Regions from separate parts of the Sus scrofa genome. Here region 2 is linked to region 1. The links are chromatin contacts, called in public Hi-C maps. All regions are on one chromosome and are shown on one strand. Each heading gives the region's core, a stretch centred on a gene start, on an enhancer-like site or on the middle of the called end of the contact. The rest is flanking DNA. Distances are from core to core; before and after follow the strand shown.

Region 1 (3,573 bases), core at 828-3,327:
CTGCGCCAGAACTGGGAACGAATGCTAAATATAAACTTATTATAAATCATAATATCCCAGGTGTCTTTTAAGGACAAAATAACACAAGGTAAACAAAATTAAAAAGTTGTTTGGCTGCAGGACTTCTCAGCTTCTTTAGTATGCTGATGGGCATTTAATAGCTATAAGGAGAAGATTTCATCCAAATATTCCAGTACTATTTGATAATAGAATTTGATTACTTCAAGAAGCACTTTAACATCTAATGTTCATTGAAACACATATTCAGAACTGCTGCTATGCACTATCGTTTTAATGGGTGCATAGCAAAACAATGTTAGACATTACCATGATTTATTTAATTCTTCCTCCATAGATTAGTATTTAAATTATTTCCAATCTTGCTGTTCCGAATATGGTTGAAAGAAACTTCCTTGTATCAAAACCTTATTTCTCTAAGAAATAAGTTGCCTTTTAATTAACCGCCATCTCTTTCCTTAGATTGCATTCATGGCTTCTCTGGCCACTCACTTCAGCAATCAGAACAGTGGGATTATCTTCAGCAGTGTTGAAACCAACATTGGAAACTTCTTTGATGTCATGACTGGGAGATTTGGGGCCCCAGTATCAGGTAAGAGGTAAAAATAAATGAGTCACTGACTTAATCTAGTAATCAAGAAAGAAGGAAGGGAGCGAAGGAGGGAGGAGGGAGGGAAGGAAGGAAGGATGGATGGATGTTGGGGGGAGGGAGAGAGAGAGGGAGGGAAGGATATATGTGTATAAAATGATTATTTTTTTTCCCTGTTGGATTTCGAAGTAAGTGAATTAGAATCTGAAAAAACAAGAACAATTTATTGTTTTTTTTGTTTGTTTGTTTTTGGCCATGCCTGCAGCATGCAGAAGTTCCCAGGCGAGGGATCAAACGCTTTACCGCAGCATTGATCCAAGCTGCTGCAGTGACAACACTGGATCCTTAACCTGCTAGGATACCAGGGAACTCACCAAAAACAGTTTTAAAAATGATAATCATGACTACTAGGTTTATTACTTCTGCTTTGAATTGCACCAAAAAATCCCTAAGGGGGCATAATTACCTCTGACTTGAAAAGCCCTCAGATCATATTCTCACTGTTCCACTGTGTCCTAACTGAGTTCATTCCCTCTCCTTGCTGCTACCCCAAGGAAGGCCTGCCTGATCCTTAAAAAAAAAAGTATTAAAAAAATTTTTTGAGCACTTCTGTATTCATTTCCTGTTGCTACAGTAACAAATTACCACGAACTAAGCTTAAAACCACATGAAATTATTCTCTTGCATTCCTGGAGGTCATTAGTTCAAAATCAGTCCAAGTAGGCTAAAGTCAACATATGGGGGAGTTCCTGTCGTGGGGCAGCGGAAATGAATCTGACTAGGAACCATGAGGTTGCAGGTTCCATCCCTGGCCTTGCTCAGTGAGTTAAGGATCCAGCGTTGCCATGAGCTGTGGTGTAGGTCCCAGATTCGACTCGGATCTGGCATTGCTGTGGCTCTGGTGTAAGCCAGCAGCTGCAGCTCCGATTAGACCCCTAGCCTGGGAACTTCCATATGCCACCGGTGTGGCCCTAAAAAGACAAACAAACAAACAAACAAAACTCATATGGGCAGTACTGGTTCCTCTAGAAGCTCTGGGGCCTTGCCTCTTCCTGCTTTTAGAGGCTGCCACCATTCCTTGTTTATTGACCACCTCTGTTGCTCCAGTGGTTACATCACTTTGTCCTCCCAGATTCTGACCTCCCTGGCTCTTGAGAAAGACAATGTGATTACCTTGGACCCACCTGGATAATCCAGGATAATCTCTCCAGCTCCAGACCCTGAGCTTAATTTGTAAGCAGAGATCCTGGGGTTGTTGGAACCTAGGCATACACGGGGGTCATTATTCAGTCCCCCACAACTTTCTTACTTTCTAGTGCCACAAGCTGCTTCAGGCTCACATGGTATTTTCCCATCCCAGCTCTGGAAATACCCAACTTTCCAAGAAGCACTGGTTTCTTTTACTGGAGAATAATATTTAGAAACTGAGATGTGCGTGCCAGATGTACTCACTGCTCTTAGGATGTCACTGCTTTTAGGTCCTAGGAGTGGACAGAACTAGGACACATATATGTATACCAATCCACCATGTATATGTGCATCTATATTTTCTTATCTATCTATCTATCTATCTATCTATCTATCTATCTATCTATCTAGTATGTAAAAAACAAAAAAATTTAAGTTCATTCTGATACATCTGACTCAAATCCAGCACCACTGGGTTCATCCTGACATTCCCTTTGTTAATTTTTAACTTCTTTCTTTGACAGTGAGCAACCTGGCTCTCTTAATCTATGATATATCTACTTATTTGTTGAACCTTATTGCACAAATAAAGTAGTTACAAAATTGCAAAAGTCCAGGTCTCACAAGAAACAAATTTACCAACTAGAGTGTATTCTTTGTGTACAATTCTTTTTATCTTTGCAGTATCCTGTCAAAACCCTCTCATATTCTTCCCCCCCCGTCCCCATGACCTTCAGTTGCACTACTTCTTTCATTTGTAATAAAAAAGTGTTAATTTGTAACTCATCTTGAGTTTTCCTGATATTGTAGTTGAGTTTTTAAAATTCTTCATGTAGCAAAATTTATTCCTTGTGATGTATAGTTCTATGGGTTTTCACAAGTGCATAGAGATGTCTCCACCACCACAGTCTCAAACTGAACAGCTCTTTCATTCCCCAAATTCTCTGTGCTATCTCTTTGTAGTCAACCCCTGACAGTGACTTACTGGTTTTCCATCCCTAGAGTTTCAGAATGTCATATAATGGAATTGTACAATATACAGGTTTTTTGGTATTGTACAATGTTAAGTCTCTTTTACTTAGCAAAATTCATTTACCATTTATCCATATTTCTGTATGAATCAATAGTGTGTTCCTTTTTCTTGCTATGTAGTATTCCATTGAGTGGATATATTTACAGTTTGTTTATTCATTCATGAGTTAAGAGACATTTAGACTATTGGGGTGAGTTGACCCTTTATCATCACATAATATTTCTTTTATCCTTGATAATATTTCTGAAGTCTACTTTGTTTCATATGTTATGGCTTCTCCAACTTTCTTTTGGGTAGTGTTTGCATGACATATTTTTCTATACTTTTACTTTAACCTTTGTCTTTAAATTTAAAGTGGTTTTCTTATAGGCAGCATAGAGTTGGTCTTGTGGTTTGTTTTTGTTTTTTTTTTTTAACTGGTCTTGCTTTTTAATCCAATTTGACAATCTCAATCCTTTAACTGGAGGGTTTAGATTATTCACTCAATGTGACTATTGATACATTTAGATTAAAATCTATCCTCTTGCCATTTTCTATTTGTGAGACCCATTATTCTATATTTTTCTCGGGTAAATTGAGCACTTTCTTGTACTGTAATATTATTTTGTAATGATTTTTGTTTTTATAGGTTTTTTTTTTTTTTTTTTTTTTTTTTGAGGGCTGTACCCACGGCACATGGTGGTTCCCAGGTGAGGGGTCAAATTTGAGCTGTAGCTGCTGACTTACACCACAGCCACAGCAACGC
Region 2 (3,581 bases), core at 80-2,579, 47 kb before region 1:
CATTTGAGGACTGACTTCATGGCTGTGGTTGGAGAGCAAGAAAGCCTGTCTGTACAGAGCCTGCCCTCCAAACTGCAATGAGTGTACTTCCCCTGATAACAAAGCCTGTGACAAAGCAGGCAGGTAAGAGCATCTTCTTGTCCCAAGACAGTTGCAGAGACTTGGCTTTCTCTGATCCTGGAGGTGGTGATGGGGCAGTGGAGATCAATGGAAGATGCAGAAGGCAGGACCCTTAACCCAAAGGGACTCCATTCAGGAGAGATCCAAATTAAAAAATTGGTCCATGATGACTCTAGGAACAGTGATCACTTTAATACATAGAGGCAAATGGGAATTCTGGTTGTGGCTTAGCCAGTTAAGAACCCAACTAGCATCCATGGATTTGATACCTGGCTTCGCTCATTGGGTTAAGGATCCGGTGTTGCCACGAGCTACAGCATAAGTTGCAGATGCGGCTTAGATTCTACATTGCTGTGGCTGTGGCGTGGGCCTGCAGCTGCAGCTCCATTTCGACCCATGGCCTGGGAACTTCCGTATGCCACAAGTGTGGCCCTAAAAAAAAAAAAAAAAAGTAAAGACAAATGGATGCCAGGGCTGTGTATTTTGTGGCAGACCCATTTTACTAAATCAGCCAATTAGCTGCCACCTGTTTCCAGGGTGTTGTGCTCAGATCAACCCCAGGCTCCAAGCCCCACACAGACCCACAGTTCAACCACCTAGTACACATTTAAGGACAATTCTCCCATTCAAATATCAGAGTCTTTAAGAAGGAGCCCGTTTCCAATCACGCTAGTTTTCAAAACAGCAAAACTCTTCTCATGGATGGTAAAGGATCTCAGGGACCATGCCTCCTTTCAGAGAGCTGGCCTGCCCTCTTCCCAGGCTCATTCCATGCTGATTTTCACCCTTGTTTAACTGGAGAGGAGGACAAAAAAAACCTTTCCTGCCCTCTTAGGGTCTGCCTTGGGAGCCCTAGAAATCAAGCTGACAAAAGACAGATTACGGAGAGAAAAGGCACCCATATTTTATTTAGCATCAATATTTTTATATGTATGCAGAGCCCTTAACATAAAAGAAATGAAGACTCTCAGAAGTGGTTTGGTCTGAAAGTTTATTGACCATTTTTTACCAAAAAGAGAGAAATTGTGGACACATGACGGACCGGAAGGACTTTGAACTTTTGGAGGCAGTAACTTGTGGAAGAGCAAATACAAGGGGGAAAGAAATGGAAAGTAAGGATTGATTAGGGAGATTTGTTCTGTGGATTCCTCTTCTTGCATCTCTGGGCTGATAAGCATCTAGAGTCTTCTCTGGTGATTAATGGTGATTCAGAGTTGTTCTGCCGGTCTTGATATGGGGGTGGGGCACCTCCACAAGGGGAAATTTATGCCTTGCTTTTAGGCAAAGAGAGAGCTTCTCTGTGTCTTATTAAAGAAATATCAGCACTGGAGGGTAACGTGGTAAACACAGGTTTTATTCAGACGATGGCAATCAGGAAAAAGAGCCCTTAACAGAGAACAGGGCACAATTCCAAAGACTGCTGACAGGGTTTGATGACCTGGGGCAGGGTGGGGGTCGGTGGGAGGAAGAGTACCGAAGAGGAAACACTGGGAGTCAGGGGGTGTCCACTGAAAAAAACAGGCACAACCTAAAAGTTGAGAGTTAAGTTTTATTTGGGGCAAGATGAGGACGATAGCCTGGGAGTCGGCGTTTCAGATAGCTCTGCAAACTGCTCCAAAGAGGGAAAGAGAAATGTCATCCTCCACTGTCATCCAGGTGGTGGCCAATGACTCTGAATTGTGCAGTAGACACATTTGAGGTACTGTCCATAGACACAGAGGCATTTAATTGTCATCATGGCAGACATCTTAGGATGCAAATCCTCCCCAATGAAAGAATTCCACAAAGAATGTACAGAAAATGACTGTACATAGCCCCAATTATCTTAAAAATGTGTACCCATAGGCACTTGCTTATATAAATATATTTGTAGTCGTACCTGTGTTGATAATTAATATCTGTCTCCTCACATAAGTAAACACTCCTTAAGTTCAGGGATCATGTCAGCTGGAACCTAGAAAAGAAGAATGATGTCCTGACAAAATGAACACGTGAAAAACTTCCAGCAATTTATATTGCTGGAATATAATATAAATAATATAAATGTGTTACATTTCAGCTCCTTACCACGTCTTAGCTATAAACGGCATTCCCCAAAAATGTTGACTTTCCATCCAGATAACGAATGCTTTGGAAATATTTTGGATCTCATTATTGATCACATAAACGACCAGCATCCCAGCTGCTGGGCTTGAAATCCATCATCGGATTCCCACGGAGACAAGCTTTTGCACGGGCTGCTCCCAGCGGTGATCCAGTGTGGTTGAGACACCAGAAGCCCAATTTCTAGGATGGATCATGTTGGGTTGAGGACTCCCTTGAAGTACTGCTGTCCCAAACTCTTCCACTCAACACTCCTTCCTTCCCTCACTCCTTCTGAAACTAGAGGAACCCTCTGCCTGACTTCCAGGGCAAACCACAGGGACACACACATGAAAAGAGGAGACTCTTCGGCAGAAAATAGAAATGGCTTCCATGTATGTACAGGCAGCTGAGCCCAAAAGAATCCCCCAAGACTCCTCTGGCCCCAAAGGGGCCAGAACATCCGAGCGTTTTCTGTGTCCCCAGAGGGCAGACTTCAGCTATAGCTTTCAGGTATAATCTTTCTTGAAATAGTTTCGTTGTCACCCTGGGGGGAAGATGGGGACATTTCAGGAAGCTTTCTGAAATTGAAGTTTTTCATGCATGAAATGATGGAATTATTACTAACTCAGCCAAATGTCTAGTCGGCAGTATCACTTCCAAAGTGAATGGAAGCTCAAGATACAAATTTCGTCTTGAGTTTACACAAATTTAAAACATAGATTTTGCAGATGAGTTTTGTGACTGAAACATTTCACACTGCGGTCATCTGCTCACTGTATAAGCACTTTTTTCACCAGGACAGTTCTTGACATTTAATATAGTGTGAGCCCCTTCCGTGTCAATAAAAAGTCTTTCATTTTTAAAAGTCACGTACTATCTGTTGAATGGCTGTGCCATCATTTATTCACTCACTCCCCTTCCTTGCTGCCTGTCAGCCAGGAGCCCCTCTTAGCTGGGAGGCTTTCTCAGCAAGTCCACCTCCATTCCTTGGTAAGTTGGCCCCTGCATCTTTAAGCCAGCCCAGGTGTGTCAAAGCCTTCTCACACTTGGAATTTCTCCAACATACTTTCCTGCTGCATCTCTTCTGCCTCCAACCACCTCTAAGTTCCCCCCTGTTCGATTCTAGTAATCTAAATCATATCTGCAAAGTCCCTTTTTCACAGACTATACCATCTTTCCAGGACCCAGGGATTGTGGCGTGAACATCTTTGGGGCAGTTCTGCCTGCCTCAGTGCTTTGTACCTTCTGTGCACACAGTTAGGTGCTTTATAAATGTTAATTGCCATAATTTCCCAGTCATTCAGTTTCAGGTTGCTCTTCTTATACCTGTAGATCATATTACAATAAATTGCTTTGTTTTGTTCTAGTCATAGCTC

What was found. Hi-C and Micro-C count contacts between places; a contact is called where the count stands out from the background.
Region 2: a contact with region 1 is called in a Hi-C map of liver, with 13 times the contacts expected there. The contact joins two enhancer-like sites. A contact is called at or near these places in 4 of 5 promoter capture datasets (fetal liver, fetal skeletal muscle and liver), 6 of 47 Hi-C or Micro-C datasets (blood, embryonic fibroblasts, liver and 1 more) and 2 of 2 datasets of contacts at active chromatin or transcription factors (alveolar macrophages and skeletal muscle).

Annotation. Positions count from the first base shown.
Region 1 is chr16:20,042,750-20,046,322 of Sscrofa11.1, reverse strand. C1QTNF3 (C1q and TNF related 3) reads left to right here. Exons shown (of 6, transcript NM_001145386.1): 4 at 481-610. Among named protein-coding and RNA genes, the nearest start is that of C1QTNF3, 15 kb to the left of the region's middle. Within about 2 kb of position 2,077, at least 1 of the 83 cell types and tissues checked has an H3K27ac peak or open chromatin away from gene starts, as enhancers often do. A contact at or near this core is called in liver, where this site is marked.
Region 2 is chr16:20,088,504-20,092,084 of Sscrofa11.1, reverse strand. No RefSeq gene overlaps it. Among named protein-coding and RNA genes, the nearest start is that of C1QTNF3, 31 kb to the right of the region's middle. Within about 2 kb of position 1,329, at least 3 of the 83 cell types and tissues checked have an H3K27ac peak or open chromatin away from gene starts, as enhancers often do. A contact at or near this core is called in liver, where this site is marked.